Linked DNA regions of Mus musculus: region 2 is linked to region 1. The links are chromatin contacts, called in public promoter capture Hi-C maps. All regions are on one chromosome and are shown on one strand. Each heading gives the region's core, a stretch centred on a gene start, on an enhancer-like site or on the middle of the called end of the contact. The rest is flanking DNA. Distances are from core to core; before and after follow the strand shown.

Evidence for each region. Promoter capture Hi-C pulls out the DNA fragments that hold promoters and counts their contacts.
Region 2: a promoter capture Hi-C map of hippocampal neurons shows a contact between it and region 1, with 2.9 times the contacts expected there. The contact joins the enhancer-like site here to the promoter of Sez6l in region 1. A contact is called at or near these places in 2 of 39 promoter capture datasets (epiblast stem cells and hippocampal neurons), 3 of 484 Hi-C or Micro-C datasets (forebrain, nephron progenitors and uterus), 5 of 115 datasets of contacts at active chromatin or transcription factors (a beta-TC-6 cell line, embryonic forebrain, embryonic stem cells and 1 more) and 1 of 9 other capture datasets (adipose tissue).

The regions. Positions count from the first base shown.
Region 1 is chr5:112,574,447-112,580,176 of GRCm38.p6, forward strand. Sez6l (seizure related 6 homolog like) reads right to left here and starts at 2,752. Exons shown (of 17, transcript NM_001253916.1): 1 at 2,326-2,752. The coding sequence starts at 2,422.
Region 2 is chr5:112,612,008-112,617,737 of GRCm38.p6, forward strand. No RefSeq gene overlaps it. Among named protein-coding and RNA genes, the nearest start is that of 1700034G24Rik, 25 kb to the left of the region's middle. Within about 2 kb of position 2,849, at least 4 of the 459 cell types and tissues checked have an H3K27ac peak or open chromatin away from gene starts, as enhancers often do. A contact at or near this core is called in hippocampal neurons, where this site is marked.

The DNA of each region.
Region 1 (5,730 bases), core at 1,502-4,001:
ATCTCACCACATGTCAGAGGCTAGGGGAGGCAACAAATTAGAGTCTTACTGAGAGATACTGGATTTGCTTTGTTAATCCAAGGGGAAAAGAAAAGGAACGGCAGGCTTTGCAGTCTCGGCGTGTGCGTGCATTGCTCTCCCATGCATGTCTTAGGCAATAGGGGTCCTCTTAAAAAAGACAAGCTACACTTTATTCCCATCAAAACGGCCCAGAGAATGCACAGCCTGCAACAAGTTCCCACCCCTCACACTGCATGCAGGAAGACAAGTCTGCAACACTGGGCTCCTCTGATGCCTCTCCTCTCTGGTTTGTGGATAAGAGCTGCCGGTTAAAAATAGAATTTATTGCGGAAGATCAATTGTTTCCAAATGGACCATGAGAACTGGCAGTGCCCATGGGCCACCCTGGCTCCCTTCTTATGACTCAGTCAGAACCCCATGGTTAGTAACGAGCCTTTGGATGAAGTGTATCGTGGACTTTAATTTGGCAGTGACCTGAAGTTAATTAAAAATATATGCTCACTAGCCGCGTGGTGTGGAGCAGTTGCAAAATATAAAATGTCTAAAAATTGACATCACAAATGCACACATCCTGCCTTCCCTCCTACACTCTGGCACACACTGAGGAATCAGGATACAGGATCCTGATCTTGGGTGACATTTTCCTATATGCCATTAAGACCCCACCCCATGCCAAGGGTGGTGCCTTAGAGAATGTCAAACTCAGAGGTAGGGCCACTTTAGAAAAGATGGTGAGCCTCTGGGCATCTTTGAGTTCTGCTTGTGGAGTGGCAGGCACACACACACACACACACACACACACACACACACAGATTTAAGAGCTGGGGCAGGGCAATCTGGATTCAGTTCAAGGCCACCACGTTATTGTTGGAAAGAGACAGCTAATTAAGAAAAGGCACGCTGGGTAGAGACCATTGATTTAAACCAAATCTCTTTTCCCATCTTTCCTAGGGAAACTGCCCAGACCTGGTGTAAATTGGAAATACCACTGTCTCACAAGGGGAGGGGGTGTTCTCAATGACATGTTTTGTTAAATAGAGGAGGCAAATCATGCCCATCGCTCCCATTTCTGGGTCCAAGAGATTGGGGATATAATGTCTGATGTATGCTGAGGGTACTCCAGGCCACAACGAAGTGATGGGACCCAGAGCTAGGGCCTGGAGCTGAGAGCTGTCCGGGGCCTCTGGTGCTGAACTCAGGGGCCCAGAATTCCCCGCGGCGAAGCGGCAATGCTTCTCTGTCCTCAGAACTCCAGATCATCAAGAAAACCTCAATTATACAGAACTCCAGATGGACGGGGGTGCTGGGGAGTGGGGTAAGCGCTCCATGCTGTGGTCAGCTCAGGCAGGCTCCAAGCTTTGTTTTGTAAGTTACCACGGGAGGAAACAAGAGTCACACCTTGCCAAGAGAATGAGAGGTTAAGTGATCCAACCCCAATAGCTGACACCGTGGGCTCTCCTGGTGTCTTTAGCTCTGGTGGCTGGGGGTGGGATCAGCTTTGGGTGAGTTATTTGCCTCCCTCTTCTCTTCACCTCAGCATCTCACTGTAACTTCCTGGGACCCTAGCAGGGTGGAGCAAAGGTGTGACTCCAGGCAGGTGAAGGAACCGACAATCTCGACAATCTCCATAAACTCAGACCCCCTTCCCTTCCTAAGCAGCAAGCACGTGGGTTTCACCAGCACCCTCTCTTCACTCCTAATATCGATGAAGCTGTAGAGGGATAAAGGGGGCCAAGCCCCTGGGGTTCTAATATCTCTCTTCTCACCAAGTTCTGGGAGCCTTGAGCTCTCCTCCATCCGAAGAAGCCACACCCAAGTCCAATTTCCTGACACCTGGCTGGGACCTATCCAGGAGACAGCCCCTCCGGATAGTCCGAGACAGCGTGGGATGGTGGGATGGGAGGGAGTCTGGTTCTGGAGACAGGCAGTCAGCTGTCCGCTTCCTATACCTATCCTCTTCCACAGAGCCTGGCAGAATAACCTGGCAGCCAGCCCCGGGTGCAGTTGCAGAGAGCTTCCAGAATCTGAAGGTTTGGAGAGGACCCCACTCCCAAGAGCTTCTCCCGGAAGCGTCTCCAGACTGCAAACGGGAGCCCAGAGACCGACGAAGGACCCGCAGCCTAAGGCGAGAGTCCTTCAGATGCGTCCCCGCCTCCGCGCTCCGGCAGGGACGAGGTGCCCAGCCCGGTATCCGGGCGGTCCCGCGGGTGGCGCGTGTGTTCCCAGACCAGTCGAGACCCCCGACTGCTCGGGTCAGCCGCAACAACTTTACCCTCTTTGGGCCGGGGCCCTCGGGGTGCTTACCTTCCGCCTGAGCTGCCGCGGGGCTCCCCAGAAGGAAGGCGACAAGGAACAGAGAGATCCTGTCGGGTCCCGCGGCTTGTGGCCGTGCCACGGGCATCGTAGCTACGGAGCTGGGGTCGGCGCAGAGAGATCCGTGTGGTCGGTCCAGGCAGAGGGATCCGTGCGGTGGAGTCCGGGCAGAAGGATTCGAGCAGCCGGAATCAGGCAGTGCTATCCAGGGAGAGAGAGAGAGATGGACAGAAGGCTCCAAGCAGCCGGATCCCAGACCGAGGTCCAGACAGACAGAGGGATTGGTGCAGCGGGGTTCAGGCAATGGGATCCAGGCAGAGGGATCTGGGCAGTAGGATCAGGGCAGCGGCTCCTGGCGGACGCGCAGCTCGCCGTGGCTCTGGCCGAGCTGCACCGGGCGCGGGCGACGGACGAGTGAGGAGGAGCCGCGGGCGGCGAGCGAGCGGAGGGCGGGGGCTGGTGCCCGAGCGAGAGAGGGAGCAGGAGAGAGAGAGAGAGCGAACCAGCGAGCGAGCGAGGGAAGTGAGCGCGAGGAGGCGGCCGAGGGCCGTTCCGGGGGCAGCCTGGCCCTTAGGCCCTGAGAAGTTAGTGATATCGCCCGGTCCCGGGTGGGCTCAGGGTCCCTACTCTTTTTGCGGATGCTGGGACGGTCAGACGAGGCGGAAGAGCGCCCGATGTGTCCTTGCGAACCCAGTCGGCGAACAGCCTGACCTGTATCCCCACTATACAGCCCTCTCTGGCCCCTGAGGTCCCCACCCGCATCCACCTTTCCCTCCCCTATCCGCCAAATGCATTGGTGCTTCCACAGAGAGTCCCAGTGACCTAGGAAGCCACACCGACTGCATCCAGGGACATTGTTGGACCAATGCACAGGACCACAGGATCCTCTGTCTGATACCAAGTGGTTCTTCACCCTGGAAACGCCCAGCCACAGACTCCTGGGTCCATGTTATGATTTCAGCTACATTAGCACTCTCAACAGCGCTCTGCAGATCCGCCAGGCTTCCAGAGCCGAAGCCCCGTTTCCCTCCCCCGCCAGTGGAAGCTTTGGTTCCAGGCCCATCCTCTGGCGGCCTCTGTCCAGTTGAGATTCTCTAGCAGCGTGTCTTTCTTCCACAAACAGAGGAGACGGGGCGCAGTGGGTGAGGAAGACAAGAAGCCACTTATAGCCAGGCATTGGCCAAGGGCCAACTGGAAGATACCTCACACCAAGGGAGACAGCTCTCCTTGTTCTGCTGAGTCTCACAGCCCCAGCTGGCTTCCCAGGCCCCTCACCCCAAGTTAGAAGCCCTCCCCTCCCCCACTCCACCTTGCCACTCCGCTCAAGCAGGGAGCAGATGGAAAGAAGGTTGTAGCAATTGGGGGTGGGGGGGGGGATGTCTTTAGCAGAGTGGAGAGACTGGGAATCTCTGAAAACAACGTAGGGGAGGGGAGCATTGGAGGTGGGAGGAGCGAAGGAGGACTATTCTGGTCCTGGTTCCAAATGCCCCTGTCACTCATTTACTCTTGGGATGCTCTTTGCTTGAAGCTCAGATTATCAGGTGATGGAGAGACCCCCAGTTCATATCAGGTCTCAGGAAGTGGGGATTTGAGAAGGACATGCAGAAGACCTGGGTCCTCCTCTAGAGGGCTAGCAGCAGGCCATCCAGTAACCCCTGAGGAATAGAAGCATAAAGCAGGAATACAGAAACATGGAGGAGAGACACAAGTGCCGGCTTCCTCCTTGGAGATGAGGATAGAAAGGCTTGTAAACACCCATGGCTCACCGGACTCTGGTGTGGTCTCTGTTTTAAAGTCATAATGATCGGCAGTGGTAGAAGTGATCGATATCTCCCCTGGATGCCCTCAGAGGGTCAACCTCACCAAAGCCACTCAGCCAGGAAGTGATAAGATGGATGAATTCAAGACCAGGCCTGAGTTGAAAATCAAATCACCCAAACATGATTCTTCCCCTCAACCAAGATGGCTACCTCTGGGGTGAGACTTGGTGGCTCCTCCTGGCTGTTGGTGGCCTCCCCACTTCCAGCACACTGCTGGAAGTCCATCACTGCAGTCATCGATTAGTAAGGGTAGGTGTTGAGAGCATCGGGCAGATGAGTCACCAGAAAGAGCCAGCTGGGGTCAGAGCTGGAACAAAAGTACATGGTTGGGGGAAGATCTTCCCCATTACCAGACCCATTTTAAAGAAGAGCAAACTGAGGTGTGGGGAGGCAAGGCAACATGTTCAATACCATGTATAGTCTGGTTCTGCCCAGGGTTGTGCTCTGTCTACTGCCAGATTATGCTTGGTCTTGGCTTGGGGTCAGAGAAGCCCAGGTTCTGTTCCTGAAGTTGGGGTGAGCCTGTAGGTCTGTTCTCTTTACATGCTGCTGTGGGAGTGACCACCTTTGTGCAGTTAAAAATCAGCCACTGAGGGCAAAGGCTGGAACCTAGCCTCACCTCTGTCTTTGCAGAAGGCCAAGAATAAGTGGCTTGTATTCTCTGGGTTCTAGTTTACTCTTCCAGAGGGGTAGGAATAAAATTAATGCCTGGCATGTGGAGTGACTGAAAATGAGCAACAGTGTCCTTGAGGAGTGACAGGATACACTGTGCATGCTTACAGGATAAGGGAGAGGACCTCAGGGGTAGGTCAAGTCAAATCTTAGTCTGGGGATTGGCCTCAGTCTGAGCAGTTGTTACCAACAGTGCCCAGGACCTACCCTAATGCACGGTCCACCCCAGGTGCTTGTGGTCACAACAGCGAGCAGACAGGAAGCTGGAGCTTCTGACTACTTCTTTGACTTTGTGAGAGTCTTTCTGTGAGCCACCAGCCTCTCTGGAGTTGATCTCTCACTCTATCTATTCACCATCCATCCATCCATCCATCCACCCACCTACCCTTCATCTGCCCATCCACCCATCCATCAATTCTTCCATCCATCCATCCATCCATCCATCCATCCATCCATCCACCCATGTATCCACCCACCCATCCATCCATCTATCCATCCACCCATCTATCTATCCATCCATCCATCTACCTACCCACCAATCCATCCACCCACCCACCCATCTACCCATCCATCCATCCATCCACCCACCCATCATTCATCCATCCATGCATCCATCCACCCATCCATCCATCTACCCACCCATCTATCTATCTACCCATCCATCCACCCATCCATATATATATATATGTATGGATATATATATATCCACTCTTCATCCACCAACCCATCCATCTGGTCATAACCATCCACTCACTCACTCACTCTATCCAACCCATGCACACATCCACCCATTGGCACACCCATCCACAAATCCATCCATCCTCCATCTGCCCACTCACTAGCCATTCATCCCACCAATTCACACACTCAGCTGTACATCCATGCCCCCATCTGTTCCTCCCAC
Region 2 (5,730 bases), core at 1,599-4,098, 38 kb after region 1:
CAATTCTCTGTAGACTCCCTCCACATTCTGCGGGATCAATATTTCATTCACTTTTTTTCTTGATGAACTATATTACAGGAGGGTGTGGCCGTTCGCCAGGAGAAATGCAAGGGAATGGGGGTGGTAGTTTCCAGTGTCTGCCTGTTCTGGGGAAAGCTTCAGTGAGAACAGGCTGCATGAGTAAGAGGTGGCCCCGCCGCTACCCCTGACAAATGCCCAAGCATTCAATGGGGAGGGGTGTTGCATATTTATTTTTAAAATGTATTTCATTTCTGTCTGTGTTGTGTGTATATATGCTTGTGTGCCCATATGCACACGGAGGAGGGCATTTGGTGTTTTGTTTGTTTGTTTGTTTGTTTTGTTTTGTTTTGTAATTGCTCTCCAACTTATTTTGGGAGCAGGGTCTCCCACTGAGCTTGCAGCTCAGTGACTGGACTAGACTGGCTTCCAGCAATCCCAGGCATCCATTTTCAGTCTCCACTCTCCCATGCTGGGGTCACAGACTCACTACTCTAACCAGTTTTTATGGGAGTGCTGGGATCTGAGCTCTGTTCCTCCCGCCGAGCCATCTCTCTGGCCCCACATTTGTTTGTTTATTTGAGACACAGTCTCTCTCTGTAACCCTGACTGCTCCAGAATGTTCTATATAGACCAGGATGGCCTTGAACTTGCAGAGAATCACCTGCCTCTGCCTTCACAGATCTGGAATTAAAGGTGTGCACCACCATTCCAGGCTAATAGTTTAGTTGTTATGAGGACACAGAGAGCTCCTTCCTGGTGTGCCTTCCCTCCAAAGAGACAGGAGGCTGGGTCCTTCTTAATGCATAGCAGTCCCCCGTCAATGTTCAGCAACACTCCCCATATAGAGCAGCCCACCTTCCCCCCAATACACAGCAGCCCACCTTCTGCACATCCTCAGACGACCATGCAGTGAGCTGATGTGAGTCTCTTGTCTTGGGCATTCACATAGGAGGGTGTGGCTCTCTCACTGCGGCTTTAATTGGCATCTCCATGGTGCCTCACTACCTTGACATCCCTGGATGCCCTTACTGCCCACCTATGATCCTCTTGGGTCACCACAAGTCTACAAACATGCTTTGATTGACAGCCCCCTCCTATAGCTGAGAGTTCAGGGGAAATTGGTTCAAATTCAGGGGAAACATCAAAAATTGGGCCTGGCTTGCCCAGAGCTCCTGTGTCCTTGTCACAGCTCAGACTCCACTGCCAAAGGTTCAGATGCCAGCCCTGTGCTGGGTGCGGGGAAGATGGTAAATGTCACGTAGAGAGGCTGGGTGCCTGGAGACCCACACTTGCTGTGTAATTATGTCTGGTGCTGCTATGACTGCAGCCGCAGATCATAATCGCTTTTTAATTATATTTACCTTGTCGGCAGAGAGCAGAGGTAAGTTATTGGATCTGGGAGGTAACAGTCCAAATCTGCCTATTCCAGAGAGGCGGGGCCCCAGGGAGGAGACGCGGGCAGATAAACCAACTCAGGAGAAAACAGAGCCCAGGTCATGAGACACAGAGAGCAGCATTAACTGCAGTTGGTCGGGACTCTGTGACAGGGACATTAGGTGTCCCATGATTTTATCTCCAGTACTTCAGGAGGTGGGGAGAGCAAGTCTGGATTGACTTGACTGGATTTAGAGTCACCTAGGAGACACACCTCTGGCTGTGCCTGTGATGTTTTCCAGAGAGGTTAAACCTAAGAAGAGAGACCCACGTTAAGTGTGAGGGGCACCGTTCTGTGGGCTTCAGTCCTAGACTGATAGCCAAACTGCCGTTCATTATTTCTTTCTCCTCCTCTCCCCTCCCCTCCCCTCCCCTCCCCTCCCCTCCCCTCCCCTCCCCTCCCCTCCCCTCCCCTCCCCTCCCCTCCCCTCCCCTCCCCTCCCCTCCCCTCCCCTCCCCTTCCCTCGGGTTTTTTTTTTTTTGTCAACTTGACATAAACTAGAGTCATTTGAGAGGAGGAGACCACAATGAAGAAAATACCCCTACCAGATTGGCCCGTGGGCAAGCCTGTGGGATTTTCTTCATTAGTGATTGATGGGGGAAGGCCCCGCCCATTGTGGGCGGGGGTAGCCCACTTGGGCGGGGCCATCCCTGGGCTGGTGGTCCTGGGTTCTGTAAGAAAGCAGGCTGAGCAAGCCATGGGGAGCAAGCCAGTAAGCAGCACCCTCCATGGCCTCTGCATCAGCTCCTGCCTCCAGGTTCCTGTCCTGTATGAGTTCCTGTCCTGACTTCCTTAGGCGGAGAGATCAATATGGAAGTGTGAGCCAAATTGACCCCTTCCTCCTGGTGTTGCTGTTGCCTTTGGTCATGGTGTTCATCACAGCTATAGAAACTCTAAGAGAAGAACACTCCTGGCTCTCCCTGCTCACTGCTGGCTCCAGAAGAGCCTCTGTAAGCACACCCTTTAGCATCTTCTTCTAGAATCTTCCTTAGCCTTCCTGGCTCCTGTTACCTCTGTGGGGAGCAACATGAGAGATCCTCCGTAGCAAGATCTCAGCTCAAGGGGTCTTTAGGAGCAATGCTGATGGTGATGCTGATGTTGGTGATGCTGATGCTGATGGTGGCGAAGCTAATAGGAAGGATCTGGATATTTATTGAGTTCCTACTCTTTGATGGACACTGTCCCATCTTCCATAGGAATTCACTCAGTGGTTTGGGGAGTATGGCCTTTGGGTTAACCTAACACCTGGATGAGATGCAAGTTAAATCATGCCGATTCTCAGGTCCCACCTGGCCACAGAGCTACAGAATCTGAAGCTGAGGGTGGGGCCCTGTGGCCCGTGCTGTAACATAGTCTCTGTGTGATGTGGAAGCTTGCTTGTTCCTGGCATCACTATGGCAACCCAGCTAAGCTCTCTCTCTCGGCTGTTCACAGAGGGGGCATTGCAGTCTCCATTTTATAGACTGGAAACTGAGGTTCAGAGAAGGGGAGTCTCGGTGGCTAGAGTCACGCAGCTGGTTAAGGGCAGAAAGAACCCATCCCTTCCTGGCCTGAAACCAATCTGTGACTCTCTGCTTGCTGTGTTTAAGGCAAAGTGCATTCTACATCCTTCCTGCATCCTGCATGCTGCATCCTGCATCCTGCACCTTGCACCCTGCACTGTTTCAGCTGCAGATGGAGCTCAGTGAGATTGACAGCTTGCCTACCATCATTCTGTGATGGCCTGGCCTGGGCATAGAAGGGAACGCAACCTTGTTCTTGGAATCTCCTGAGAAGATTCTATTTGGTCTACTCTGCTTATGAACAAACTTATCTTTAAAATCACTGGATGCCCCTCCAGGGATTAAATTACCCCCTGTTTTGGGAAATTCAGCCACCCCTCCTCAGGGTGTAAGGAAACATAGGGGTCCCACTGAGCTTATTGTGTAACGACTGATGGGTAGCCCTGGGTGAGTGACTCCCATTCTCATTTTATGTTGCCTCGCCTGCATTGCCTTGCTTGTAAAATAGGAAGAGGGTAGGGTCCAGGCATCTCTTCCACCCTCCCTGGAAGAATTCTCTCATTCTTCCAGAAACCGGGGGACTCCTGCTCATTTTCCATACCCATCTTGGCTTCCTCCTTATTGTCAAAGTGAGGCCATTCTCATTTCCTCTGCTTATCTGGTGTGTTTTCCAGTGTTGTGCAGGTAACCTCTCTTCTGCAGGATGCACTGTTGACAAACCAGTCACTGCCCCTTGGGACACTTTCCCTCCTATCACTTCACATCCTAGAATTTTCTCTAGAATGTCACTTAGGAGTTTTAGTCTATCCATCAGTCCTCCATCATCTAATCATCCATCCATCCATCCATCCATCCATCCATCTATTTGTCTGTCTATCCATCTGTCTATCCATTCACCCATCCATCCATCATCCATCCATCTGTCTACCCCATCCACCCACCCACCCATCTACCCATCTACCCATCCCTCCATCCATTCATCCTTCCATCCATCCCATTCATCCATTCATTCATCACCTATCCATGCACCCATTCATCTGTCCATTCATACATACATTCATCCACTCATCCACCCATCTACCCATCCACCTATTCATCCATCTGTCCATGTACCCATCTATTCATATACCCACCCACCATCCAACCACCCACAACCCATCCATCCTCCATTCATCTGTCACCCATCTGTCTGTCCATCTGTCCATCCATCCACCACCCACCTATCCACAACCCATCCATTCACCATCCATCCATTTGTTCACTAATTTATCAATATGCTCACTCACTTTCTGAATCAGAAAGCATCGACTGGCTTTTATCCTATGATTGTTCTTTTTTTTTTTTTTTTTTTTTTTTTTCTGCTGTGGCCGGGCTCCAGCGCACGTGCGTTTAGATGCTGCTGTGAATGCATTATTTCCACATCAGCACCTGAGAAAAGCAGGTCACCCATAGCATGGCTGCTGAGCCTTATCTAATTAATTGTCGGCCTTAAAGAAGAAAAGGGGTGATGACCCCCCATGAAAAGGGAAGCTCTGCCTCTGCCCCCAAAGCCATTAACTCCTCTCTATATCCAGCGTCCTCTTTGAAGGGCAGTTCTTTTCCTCTGTGTTTCTTTTCCCTTGTGGCTTGGCTTTCCCTCATTTTGGTTACTTGTTGTTGGCTGTGAGTAGCTAATAATATCAAATGGAAAACTCTAGAAATAAATAAATCATATATCTTAAGCCGCAAGCCATCTGGGTGGTGAGGTGAACTGTGCTCTGCCCTCCCTTTTGCTTGGCATATTGTCACCATCCCTGTGCCCATGGGTGGTGCTTGCACCATTGTGGCTGCCCTGTGTCCCTGCTGTGTGTGGGAGGAGGGCAGGCCACCTCCTCTCCCCTCTACACACCTCTTAAATCTCAGTATGGTCGACAATCTGCCAGTGCAGCTCATTTGTGAATCGATTTTATCATCAGGGATGTTTGTGTAGGAGAGAGGGTGTCACGCGTAGGTGCTCCCTCGAGACACTGAGGACGTGCCCCACGGGTCACCTGGGCTGAGCTGGATGGTACAGGTCCTGCTGCTTTTCTCACAGAAGCAACTGAGTAGCAGATTTGTGAGTCCCTCAAAAGTCTTTGGTGTCTTGAAACTTTCTCTGCCTGTTGGAGAAAACTAGAAAGTAGATTTAAACATCAGGACATGCTAGGTTGCTACCAAAGACATACAGAGCACTGTAAGCCCCAATGTTGCTTGGACCCCTCAGATATTTGGTGGATGAATTTACCGGCAGCCCAAATGCCTTTCTTTTTCTCTGTTGACTTAGGTTTGGGGTAGCCTGGAAAGAACCCGGTTGAGGGAAAGAGACAGTTCGCTGGATCTTTGAGAAGTTAACCTCTGACCCTCCCGCCTCTGTCCCCGGGTACAGGAACCACAGGGATCACAGCTGCTCACTATAATCAGTCCTATACGGGGCCGGTGAATCAAACCCCTCGTGCTTCCATATGCTAGACCATAAACTGAGCCATACACTCAGCTTCATGGTAGGAGTTCTGAAACCAGATCAGAAGATCTACCTTGGTCAGTTCATTACCATCCTCTGTTCATGAGTCTCTGTCTAGAAATGGCAGCCAAACACGACCTCAGGCCTGGCGTGAAGGTTTGCATGTCGTTGAGACCAAGTAGATGCTCAACTATAGCAACAGTTTCTCTGCAACTCCACTGTGGTTGGCTCTTCCTCCGTGTGCACACATCTCGTTTGTGGAAGCAGGGCTCAGGGTGAGGGAGAGGCAGTGC